3 separate regions of the Sus scrofa genome follow, and regions 1 and 3 are each linked to region 2. The links are chromatin contacts, called in public Hi-C and promoter capture Hi-C maps. All regions are on one chromosome and are shown on one strand. Each heading gives the region's core, a stretch centred on a gene start, on an enhancer-like site or on the middle of the called end of the contact. The rest is flanking DNA. Distances are from core to core; before and after follow the strand shown. Region 1 has its middle 140 kb from the start of TMCO5A. Region 2 overlaps LOC106506784 (basic salivary proline-rich protein 2-like). Region 3 has its middle 180 kb from the start of TMCO5A.

Evidence for each region. Promoter capture Hi-C pulls out the DNA fragments that hold promoters and counts their contacts. Hi-C and Micro-C count contacts between places; a contact is called where the count stands out from the background.
Region 1: a Hi-C map of liver shows a contact between it and region 2, with 5 times the contacts expected there. The contact joins two enhancer-like sites. A contact is called at or near these places in 3 of 47 Hi-C or Micro-C datasets (embryonic fibroblasts and liver) and 1 of 2 datasets of contacts at active chromatin or transcription factors (alveolar macrophages).
Region 3: a promoter capture Hi-C map of liver shows a contact between it and region 2, with 3 times the contacts expected there. The contact joins two enhancer-like sites. A contact is called at or near these places in 1 of 5 promoter capture datasets (liver) and 1 of 2 datasets of contacts at active chromatin or transcription factors (skeletal muscle).

What each region holds. Positions count from the first base shown.
Region 1 is chr1:133,237,609-133,241,202 of Sscrofa11.1, reverse strand. No RefSeq gene overlaps it. Among named protein-coding and RNA genes, the nearest start is that of TMCO5A, 140 kb to the left of the region's middle. Within about 2 kb of position 2,327, at least 40 of the 83 cell types and tissues checked have an H3K27ac peak or open chromatin away from gene starts, as enhancers often do. A contact at or near this core is called in liver, where this site is marked.
Region 2 is chr1:133,057,118-133,060,638 of Sscrofa11.1, reverse strand. All of the region lies in intron 1 of LOC106506784 (basic salivary proline-rich protein 2-like), which reads right to left. Among named protein-coding and RNA genes, the nearest start is that of SPRED1, 42 kb to the right of the region's middle. Within about 2 kb of position 1,973, at least 27 of the 83 cell types and tissues checked have an H3K27ac peak or open chromatin away from gene starts, as enhancers often do. A contact at or near this core is called in liver and skeletal muscle, where this site is marked.
Region 3 is chr1:133,201,658-133,205,111 of Sscrofa11.1, reverse strand. No RefSeq gene overlaps it. Among named protein-coding and RNA genes, the nearest start is that of TMCO5A, 180 kb to the left of the region's middle. Within about 2 kb of position 1,446, at least 52 of the 83 cell types and tissues checked have an H3K27ac peak or open chromatin away from gene starts, as enhancers often do. A contact at or near this core is called in liver and skeletal muscle, where this site is marked.

The DNA.
Region 1 (3,594 bases), core at 1,078-3,577, 180 kb before region 2:
GGCATTTCTCTGGCATTTCAACAAGTTATAGGCACAATAAATATTCAAAATTGGGACCATCTCATACAAAATCTATGCTGTAATAAGATCTCTCCATAGTACATACACAGAAAGAGAAAATCAAGGCACATGGATGGCAAATGGTTTTTCTCAACAGTCCAGAAAAAGTAAGTTTTTCCAGAGCTTGTGCCAGGATTCATTTCCACATTCTTTGGTGAAGGTCTTATCTTTTTCCTTTGTTAGCTCAAATATTAAATAGACATCATACAATTTAAGAAAAAGAGCAATTTCCAAAAAGAAAAATCTCCGTATTTCAGAATGTATAAATTCAAAAGAGTATACATATATCAAAACGTCAGGTTTTATAAACTAGTGATTACCAGTGGGGAGAAGGAAGGGGGGAGGGACAAAAGAGGGGTAGGGGATTAAGAGATATAAACTAATAAATAAGCTGGGAGGATATATTGTACAACACAGGGAATATAGTCAATATTTTTTAATAACTATAAATGGAGTATAACCTTTAAAAATTGTGAATCACTATGTCATACATTTGAAATTTACATAATATTATACATTGACTATACGTCCATAAAAAATAAGGAGGAAACTACCTTTCTCTCTGGCTTTTGAGAGCACTGAATGAGGTTTTAAAAAAATCATGTCTTACACCTTTAAATATATATAATTTTTATTTTTCAATAATATAGTAAAAAAGAAAATTCAAGAGAACTGTCAAGAAACAATATTAATGTTATCATCTCCTCATTCAGAATAACATGCACAAAGAGTACCTTTAGGGATAAAGTGTAGCTGGATTTCAAGGTGGCAGTCCCAGCAGGGATCCACAGAACTAACGATGCCAGAAATTTTAGTCAGCGAGGCACATCTGCTCATACCTATTTAGAGACGAATTTAAACTGATAGCAGTTTAGAGATATATTTGTCACATTTACAGACTTGTACATTCACAAGCTCCCTCTATGTCTAACCCACTCCATGTTTCCATCTGCCCTTTTGCCCAGTTCACGTGGGAAAGATACCTAATTCTGAGAAATAGTACTTAACCAGGAGCTTTACATATATGAATGGCCTAACTGCTACAGATGTGCTACAGTTTTACAAAACAGTAATATTTCCTGTAAATCACTTACTGTTCTAATTGATCCCTCCCCTGCCCCACTCCTTCCCTATTACCTTGTGGAAGCAGAAGAACCAAAGTATGTTAGAGACCTTAAAGCAATCTGGCCTATCAAAGATTACAGTACAGCATTCTATGTAGATCTATTACCCAAAAGCCAATAAAGGGGGCTTTCTAAGGTTAGTCCATAGGAAATAAAAAATATACTCTTTAGAAAACACCACCATTTTAAAGAACAGTTTGTACCCAAAGGCCCAGGGAATGGGTTCAGCCTAAGTTAAGGCTCCAACCCTTGACAATTCCTAAGAGTCATCTAAATATGGCATTTCAGCCATCTTCTCATCCCTCTGGGGAAAAATTCAAGGTATGTCATACTGCCTTCTGTCTCCAGCAAAGATTGCACCTCAACCACCTCTAATGTGCCTTGATCCATTTTCCAAGAAATCTATAGCAAAGAGGGTTTCTCCAACTATTTACCCTTGATTCTATGTGTACATTTACCTTTCTGAATTGAGGCTCCAGGCTTCACACATACACACACACACACACACATTCTCTTAGCATAGACCATCTCCTGTTAGATGGGTCTGCTGCCTGAGGATTTGACATGTGGGCAGGGGAAGAAACAGGGGCGGGGGGCAGGACAGGAGCTGAGGCCTAGAGAAAGCCTCTACCAGGAGCTTAGAAATCAGAATTGCAACAGAGTCCCCTGACAGAATCAGTACAACCCCCTGTAGCTCCAAAAGCACCCACATGTCCATTCCTCAGTGACCACAAGCTCTAGGGATGCTGGCATTACACAGTATCAGGGAATCTCAACCCTGACATGCTGTCTCCAGTTCCGTTTTACTGTTCCTCTCAGGCCGGCTGCTTACAAAATCGTGTTTGTCCTCCCACTTCCTTTGTCAATACTTCCTCCAGAAGCCAAAACAAACACTCGGCAGCACAGCAACACACCAATCCCAGTACCAGAAAAAAAAAAAAAAAAGAAAGAAAGAGAAAGAAAATGAAAACCTCACAGCACACATGTGGCACAGGAACACAAAAGTTCAGTTTCTGGGAGAAAAGAGACAACAACTATGCTTTATATCTGTTTTTCTCCCCTTCTTCCCCACCCTCATCTTCCTTCCCCATACCACACTGAGAAAAACCCAGAGGGTTTCTTCAGCCTGGGATCCTGGCCAGAGGGTCAAGGACACTAGCTGTTCCACATTCACAGCCCTTCCGGCCCTGCTCCGCTGGTCACTTTTGTTCTGGTGGGGCTGGGCCGAAGGGCGGCAGGCTCCTGGTCAGCCACACTAGAGCTTATGTGTGTTCCAGTGTTTGGAAGTGTTGCAGTGAGGCTCCTGAAGCCTTACTTGTCTAATGTTTGACCTTTCCTCACAATGGCTCCACTGACAGGGCTTAAGAAATGGTGATCTGCTGTTTGAGAAGGAACACTCCGTGCTAGGAAAAGGCCCTTTGCTGGGAGGTAGTTGACCTCAATTCCAGCCAGACTTTCCCATCGCTGGGTCCATCTTCACCCGAAGCTGGATAAAGTTGGGCAGATCATTTAAGCCAGGAGGCTTAATGGAGAAAGCAAATTCTGACCTGATTAAAAGGAAAGTCAGGGCTCTGTGACACCCTGAGGTCCTTCTGGCTCCAGCTTCAATGATTCCTTCATAGTCTTACCCACTGATGGTAAACAATTACCAATGGGTAGGTGACACAAATAGGTGACACCAGCTGGAAACGTACGCTGTGTCTAAAGGGGCAGCCTCTATCTCCAGCCAAACTTCAAGAATGTAGACTCAGTTTTACCAGAAATTCTGTATTTCAAGAGAAGGCAGAAATATGTATTTTTCCTATGAAAATTTTCCGATTTTAAAATTCTGACACCTACTTGATTTTTTTTTATAATTTTTTTTAAATTTTTATATTTCATTTCTTTTTATTACTCAAATGAATTTATCACATCTGTAGTTGTATAATGACCATAACAATCCAATTTCACAGGATTTCCATCCCACAGCCCAAGCACATCCCCCCCACCCCTCAAACTATCTTCTCTGGAGACCATAAGTTTTTCAATGTCTGTGAGTCAGCATTTGTTCTGCAAAGAAGTTCAGTCTGCCCTTTTTTCAGATTCCACATGTCAGTGAAAGCATTTGATGTTGGTGTCTCATTGCATGGTTGACTTCACTTAGCATGATAATTTCTAGGTCCATCCATGTTGCTAAAAATGCCAGTATTTCATTTCTTTTAATGGCTGAGTACTATTCCATTGTGTATATGTACCACATCTTCTTGATCCACTCCTCTGTCGATGGACATTTAGGTTGTTTCCATGTCTTGGCTGTTGTAAATAGTGCTGCAATGAACATCAGAGTACATGTGTCTGACACCTACTTTAAAACTCATAATTCTGCGAAAGCCAAACAAAACACATTTCCTACCTTTCTACCTCCTACCAG
Region 2 (3,521 bases), core at 724-3,223:
CGAGCCCTAGCCAGGGGACTTCCATATGCTGTGGGTGTGCCCCCCCCCCACAAAAAAAATCTGAAGGGGCATACAGAATATACAGTGCAATGAAATGGGGATAAAAGGAGTGTACTGTTCCTCTAATTAAGAAGAAGTGCTGGGACTTCCAGCTGTGGCACAGTGGGTTAAAGATCTAGCCTGACCCTGTGGAGGAGTGGGTTGGATTCCACGGCTGCAGTGGGTTCCAGCGTTGCTGTAGCTGTGGCATCCCTGGCCTGGGAACCTCTATATGCTGCATGGGTAGCCCAAAAAGGAAGAAGAGGGTCTGAAGGAGCTGTTGAGACCAAAAAAATCTTCTTAGGTACCCTCCTCAGTGTAAACACAGGCTCATCACGGCAGAAATAAACTAAGAAATCCCTCTGCCTCCTCAGGGGTCCAAAGGCCTCTCCCCAGTTCTGTGATCCACTGAATTCCTCCTCCTCTTACTATAGTCCCAATGTTGTGTGTTTCAGAGTCTGTAACACCTGGCTTCTGCCTGAGTGGCTGGTCTTCTCTCCGTCCTCTTTCTGGAAGCCTAAAATTCTTTTTATCAATGCTATTTCCCAGTGAGCACCGATGACCTTATCTGACTACACCTGGGGACAGGTCTGACTTGAAATGCCTTGAATCTGGTGCCCATATGAACACAATTCAGAAAAAAAAAAATTAAAATCTTTTGCTGCTTCTTTAACCCATGTCCTGAATGCTCCACTTTGTTTTCTGTTAGTCATCGAAGACCAGTGGGACTTTGATCATTTTCATCTTGGAATGTATTGCGAAGATGTTGACTTTGGGATCTGGTCCCCTTTGCCTCCACCCCACCGGATATGCACTCATAAGTCTTGTTGACATTAATGAATAGTTGTGTGTGCACAGCGCAGGGAAAAGAGACAACCGAGGGGTCAGACTAGCCGTTTCTTCGCAAGAGCAATAAACTTTGTCCAACAAAGGAACCAGTGGAGTAGCAACACAAGCTATTCTTTTCTTCTTTATTCTATAGGGACACATCATAAGTTCTCCTAATTAATAGAATCTTTTGCTCATTCCATTCAGAAGAGCTTTTCCCTTTCAAGAAGGAATCTAGCAGTGCAGCACACATATGCATTTTTGGCTGCTTTTCAAGCCATATTTATTAACTAAGTGCTAGGGTGGAGGATGGTTCTCTTGCCAACAGGATTCATAGGACACAGCACTTGAAAGCACATCAGGGAATGAACCCTTTCTATGATGAGCACAATCACTGCCTGTAACTCCAACTGAGCTGGTGTTGTCAAGGCTGACCGCACAAACCACAGACTAACTGAAGAGCTTCGGGCACCTAGGATTAAACACAGTCTCCCAGTATTATGAGGTGCTGGGGCCCATCCCAGAGCCACTTGAATTTAGAGAAAATAGCAGCTGGTCAGACAGAGACCATTTCCGACTTCTCCCCACTGTTTTGGACACAGTGATCCTCCCGGTGCCGAATTCTCCCATATCCTGTTTCTGGAAAGGAGGATCCTATTCACAGAGGCGCTACGCTACTCCCCACACCCTTTGCAAAACAACATTTCTGGAAGAAGTCCAATGACATATGAAACTAAAGCAGGGAATCTGCCAGGTCATTAAGACATGAGCAGGTTTTCTTGGGTGTCCCTCCCCTCCCCTCCTCCATTCCCACCCTTCTGCCCACCCTCTCTCCAGTCTCTCCCAACTTCCAACGTCAGAAATTCTCCATCCCTCTGAGGCAGCCTCAGAAGATGAGGTTTGAATAAAAGGTAGTTGCAGGGTTCATGTAAGGTGACAAAGCTGGCACACGCTAAACACTTAGCATTATACAGCCACCCCTCAAGAGTGCTCCAAATCCATCAGTCATCATGGAAAAATTAGAAGCTTTACTGGATTGCTGCCTCTCCAAACAGAGCCTCTGAACTTCTTAATGGACTCCATAACACAGCATTTGAGAATAGAGCTTCAGCCCAGCAAGACTGTCTCCATAACACACTGTCAGGCAACTTGGAACAGGCAGAGAGGAACAAGTCAAAACAATCAGCTATTTCATTAAGGGGATAAGATTAATCTTGAACGATGCCCAAGTCTGACTCACATTGTCAAATATTATATATGATCTCTGTGAGCAGGCCCTTTTCCCAATTCACGGAAACATCTGCACATTTCAGCAGGCTAAGCTTTACTCTGTCCACTGCCCTCTAGCTGTTTTTGTTGTGGATTATGTAATTTAGTGAATGATGCAATCAGAAGAATTCTTTCTACCTGGGCTTTGTACCTGATGTCTGATGATTACTGAAACAGGCTGGATGGCTCAGAACCTTGGATTTCAACACCCTAAATTGCTCTGTGAACTTGGGCCTGTTACTTCCCCTCTCTTGGCATCCTCTGTAAAAATGAGGAGGAGCAAGATTCTTGCCTCTTTCACCACTGGATTTGAAAGTACATTGTAACTGCCATGAAAATAAGCATGGGCCCAAGTGGACAAAGCCTAAAGTCAGGCTAAGAATCCTGGAAAGTAAGCAGTAGGCATAATTTAAACCAAAAATGTTTTTGCCTTTTTTTTTATTTGCCTTTGTGTTTAACTATGTGAGAAGTGATGTGTTTAAAAGAGGACTCTGAATACAACTTAAATTTCATTCAGTGATGTGAATAAGAGAAAAAGAAGTTAGAAAATTCTATGAGGTTAAAAAGTTTGCTTTGGGAGTTCCCATTGTAGCTCAGCAGGTTAAGAAACCAACATATTGTCTGTGATTATGTGGATTCAATCCCTGGCCTTGCTCAGTGGGGTAAGTATTCAACATTGCCATTAGCTGCTGCATAAGTCACAGATGAGGCTTTGATCTGGTGTTGCTGTGGCTGTGGTGTAGGCCTGCAGCTACAGCTCCAATTCAATGCCTCGCCTGGGAACTTCCATAAGCTGTGAGTAGGGCTGTTTGGAAGGAAAAAAAAAAATTTGCTTTGTTAGATTTAAAAATGCTCACACTTTACCCTAAAATACATTCCATAAAGATCATTTAAATGTTTAAAAAAAGATTCCATAAAAACACTAGAAGAAAAGCAGTGAATATTTTTAGAACTTTGCAGCCTTTCTAAGGATGTCATGAAATCCAGATGCCAGGAAGGAAAAAAACTGATAGACTTTACTACATAAAATTGTAAAAACTTCTTTATAGGAAAAAAATTAAAGATACACACAGAGTTAATGTATCAAAGAAGAACTAGAGGCAAGGTTTTATTTCACATATTAGAACAAGGCAAATGTCCTCAATGTAAAAGGTGTTCTTTAAAAATCAACATGAAAATTATGAATACAAAATGAGCAAAGGAAATGAACAGACAACTCATAAAAAAGATTCAAAAGACCAATAAATGCATGGAAGATGTTTCACCAGGCTCAAAACTGAAGAAACTAAAAATATAAACTAAAATCATATATACCTATATTTTTAACCTATACAACTGACAAATATTTAAATGCTTCTTAAATCCTCTGATTAGTGGAGGTGAGG
Region 3 (3,454 bases), core at 197-2,696, 140 kb before region 2:
ATATGTGTTACCCACTTAGGGTGGTCAGGGACTATTCTGGACACAGGGGGTGCCAGAATAAGAGATAGGTTCCTGTTCTCAAGAAGGAAGATTCTAGTAGAGACAGACATTAGACTATTAGTCCTAGTAATAAATAGTACAAAGTCAACAAAACAGGAACGCTACAATCCTTTTATATCGACATTCATTGGAGTTCCTTGCCGATACATCTTCCACAAGTGCAAGTAGGTAAGGTGCTAACTTCCAATTTAGAAAGAATTCCACCAGCACCAGGAGCTTTATGGTATCAGTTATCTGGCTTTTTCATATTCATTTCAACAGGTGAAAAATATGAAACTAGAGGGGCTATATGGGTTTTTTGGGGCCACACAGTGATCTCAATGGAGGAAGCAGAGAACAAACTGAATATCAAAATAGTTGTCGCATTCAAGAACGTCAACGTTTTCAGGTTACATCATTTTACATGTCTGGCTGTGACCATTTCCGGACCTGCGACATAGCCCACTCCACCGTCTGAGAACATGGAAAACCAGAAGCAGTGACCTCAGAAAAAACTTCCTTTCCAAATGCAGTTTCTTCTCCGCCTAAAATTTTACAGCCGGGCAGGTGGTGTGAGTGAGTCGTACCAAGGCGCCTTTCAAAGCAGGAACTCGGGCCTGCAGGTCAGCCTGGATCTTGTCCAAATTGAGTTCCACCCACAGAGAAAACCAATCTGTTTATAGGTGCTCCTTCGAGAAGTTACAGAACGTCTGCGAGAGATCAAGCTTAAGTTGCCTCCTGCTCCCTAAGTACCCGCCCCACAAAGGTACACACACAAACATGCTCAGACAGAAAAAAGCCTGACGGGGCCTTCCCTCCTCCTTGGCCTGCAATGAAATGCGCTTTAATTGCATCAAAGGGCTCTTCTGAATAGGGTTTCAGAGCCGCTAGAGCGGCGTTCCCGGCGAGGGCTCCTTTCCGGCTTGCCAGCATTCCTCCACTCCGCATAGGGAAGGGGACGGGGCTCCTCCGGGAGGCCCGCAGGCTCATTTCCATGCCGCTCACATACAGCCTCCGTTGTGCGGGCCCGGCCTGCCGAGGACAGCCACGGCTGCCGGCGAACAAAGCCCCATTCATGCCGGGAGCTGGCTTCCTCCTGGCCGCTCGGCCGCAGATGGGCTGGCCCGGCACGCCATCCAGAGACCCGGGCGGGCGGCCCGGCCCGGCGCGCACAGGCCCCGATTCAGGAGGGCCCGCTCTGGCCAGGGCAACTCCGGATTCTTTATCGACAGGCTTCGCAATGAGGATCGGCCGAACCCCTCTTTCATTTCAGGTCGGGGGAACAGAGGACACTGAGTCTTTTCAGCGAGGAGAGCCTCAATTCACTCACGGCTGGTTAAGATCGAAGGTGTCCGGTTCCACGGCCCTCTCCTGGCTCCCCCACCCCTCCCCCTCGGGATGGTACGGCCCAAAGTTCCCCGAGTTGAGAGAGGACTTTGTTTCTTGTCCTCGGCCTGAGAAATCCCTACGAAAAGGGTCACTTCCTGACTTTTGTGTCTCCTCAATCCAGTGCCTTGAAAGTGCTTACCCTCTTGTTGTGACTAAGTACATAATTGCAAGCCTCCTCCGTAACTTTTTTCGGGACTTAAACATTCCTCTAGGTTGAAATTTGGGACTGTGGCTTCACAACAAAGACCACTGTTTTTCCTCCCCCATCTCGCTCCTGGGAAAAAGAAAAACAGAAGAAAACGCACTTGTTCACCATCCCTCTGTGCAGCCTTCAAGCACATTTCCTCTGCCCCATACGTTACACCAACAACAGGTTAATGGCACAGAGAGCACTAATGTCAAATAAAAGAGTTGCAGCCTTGCTTTTCCTGGCGAGGGGGCAGGGAGCTGGGGCTTGATTCCTAGTCCACAATCTAAAGCAGAAACAGGGTCCAGATCCACATTCCCACTGTGTGCATTAAACAGGGATGGCAGAATCAAAGAACGCCAGATATAGGAAGACTTATCAACCCTAATCCATTCATTTCACAGATAAGAAGCAGATAAGATCGAAAGGGGAAATGACTTGCTCAACCCTCAAAAAGAAGCCACTTCATCTTAGTAAAAATCACCCTCAAGCAAACTTGCAAAATAGCCTTAAAAATAATTTCCAACAAGAAAAATCTCCAAAGAAATTATTGTTCAAAAAGTATATTTGAAGTCATTTTTTTCCCCCTCTGTGTCAGAAAGGGCATCCCCTTGAGTTGTGGGGGAAGGGGGAGAACCCAGTTTTGAAATGAGGACTAGAAGAGAATCTTCAAGTATTTTCGGAAATTATGCTCCCTGTGTTTCTCTTACTCCCTGCATTTTGAACATTGTTGACCTCCCTCCTTAAAGCAAAATACTGAATCCTTGATGTGATTTAAAAACACACACACACACACACACACACACACACAACAAAATCAAACCTAGCTACTCACCACTTTAAGACTCTTTTCCTCTTGCTTGAAAAAACCTTCAGCATCTTCAAATGGAGATAGGGTTATTTTGCAGTGGTCACTTGTGAAGGTACAAAGGAATCCATATACGCACAGAGAAAGAGAGCGTGCTTGTGGTGTCCCAGGCACTATTCTAAACACTTGACATGCATTACCTCATCTAATCCTCACAATAACCTCTGAGATTTACTATTAATCTTACTCTCATTTTACAGAAAAAGAAAGGCTGAAAGAGGTTAGTTTTAACAGGTTCATATGGATGTTAAGGGGCCAAGCAGGGCAGTCTCACGCGTGGGCCTGGTCTCTTACACAGTAGGCTTTACTGAAACTTTATGCACAAACACAGAGGAATACACCTTGGGCACAGAGATCTGGATTGGAAGCCTAGGAGTCCCCAGCCAGACCCATGTCTTTGTGCTTCTGAAAGAGACCTTGCTGGCATATCTGCAGGCTATAGGAGGAAGAAGCTGCTTTATCCAGTCCCACCTGGAAAGAAACAGGACCCTTCTGAGAATGTATTAATTTAACACTGAACTTAACCTTTGAGAATGCAAAGTTAAGTTAATAGTCACTACCTATTCCAAGCTGCCTTGTGATTTTATCTTTTAAGCCACACTCTGTAAACCTAACAATTTGGGTTCAAGTTCAGAGCTGCCATTTCCAAGAGATGAGACTTTGGGAAATTTATTTCCTCATCTATAAAATAGGGAAAATAAGAATACTTCATTGGGTTATTATGAGCATTAACTGAGATTTTACATGTAGATGTTCACTATAATCTTTATCCTAAGTCAGCATTTGTATCCATTCCTGTAGACTGGATTATGAAGTGTTTTTAAAAACTCTTAACTCTAACAGCATAGATTTATTTCTCATCACTCTATATGTGCATCCCAAGAGAGCTGGAAGGTCTGTTCCATTTCTCTTCACTGCTGAAGTGTCTGTCATCTCAGACCTTGCCAGTTGCCATGGCACAGGGGACAAGA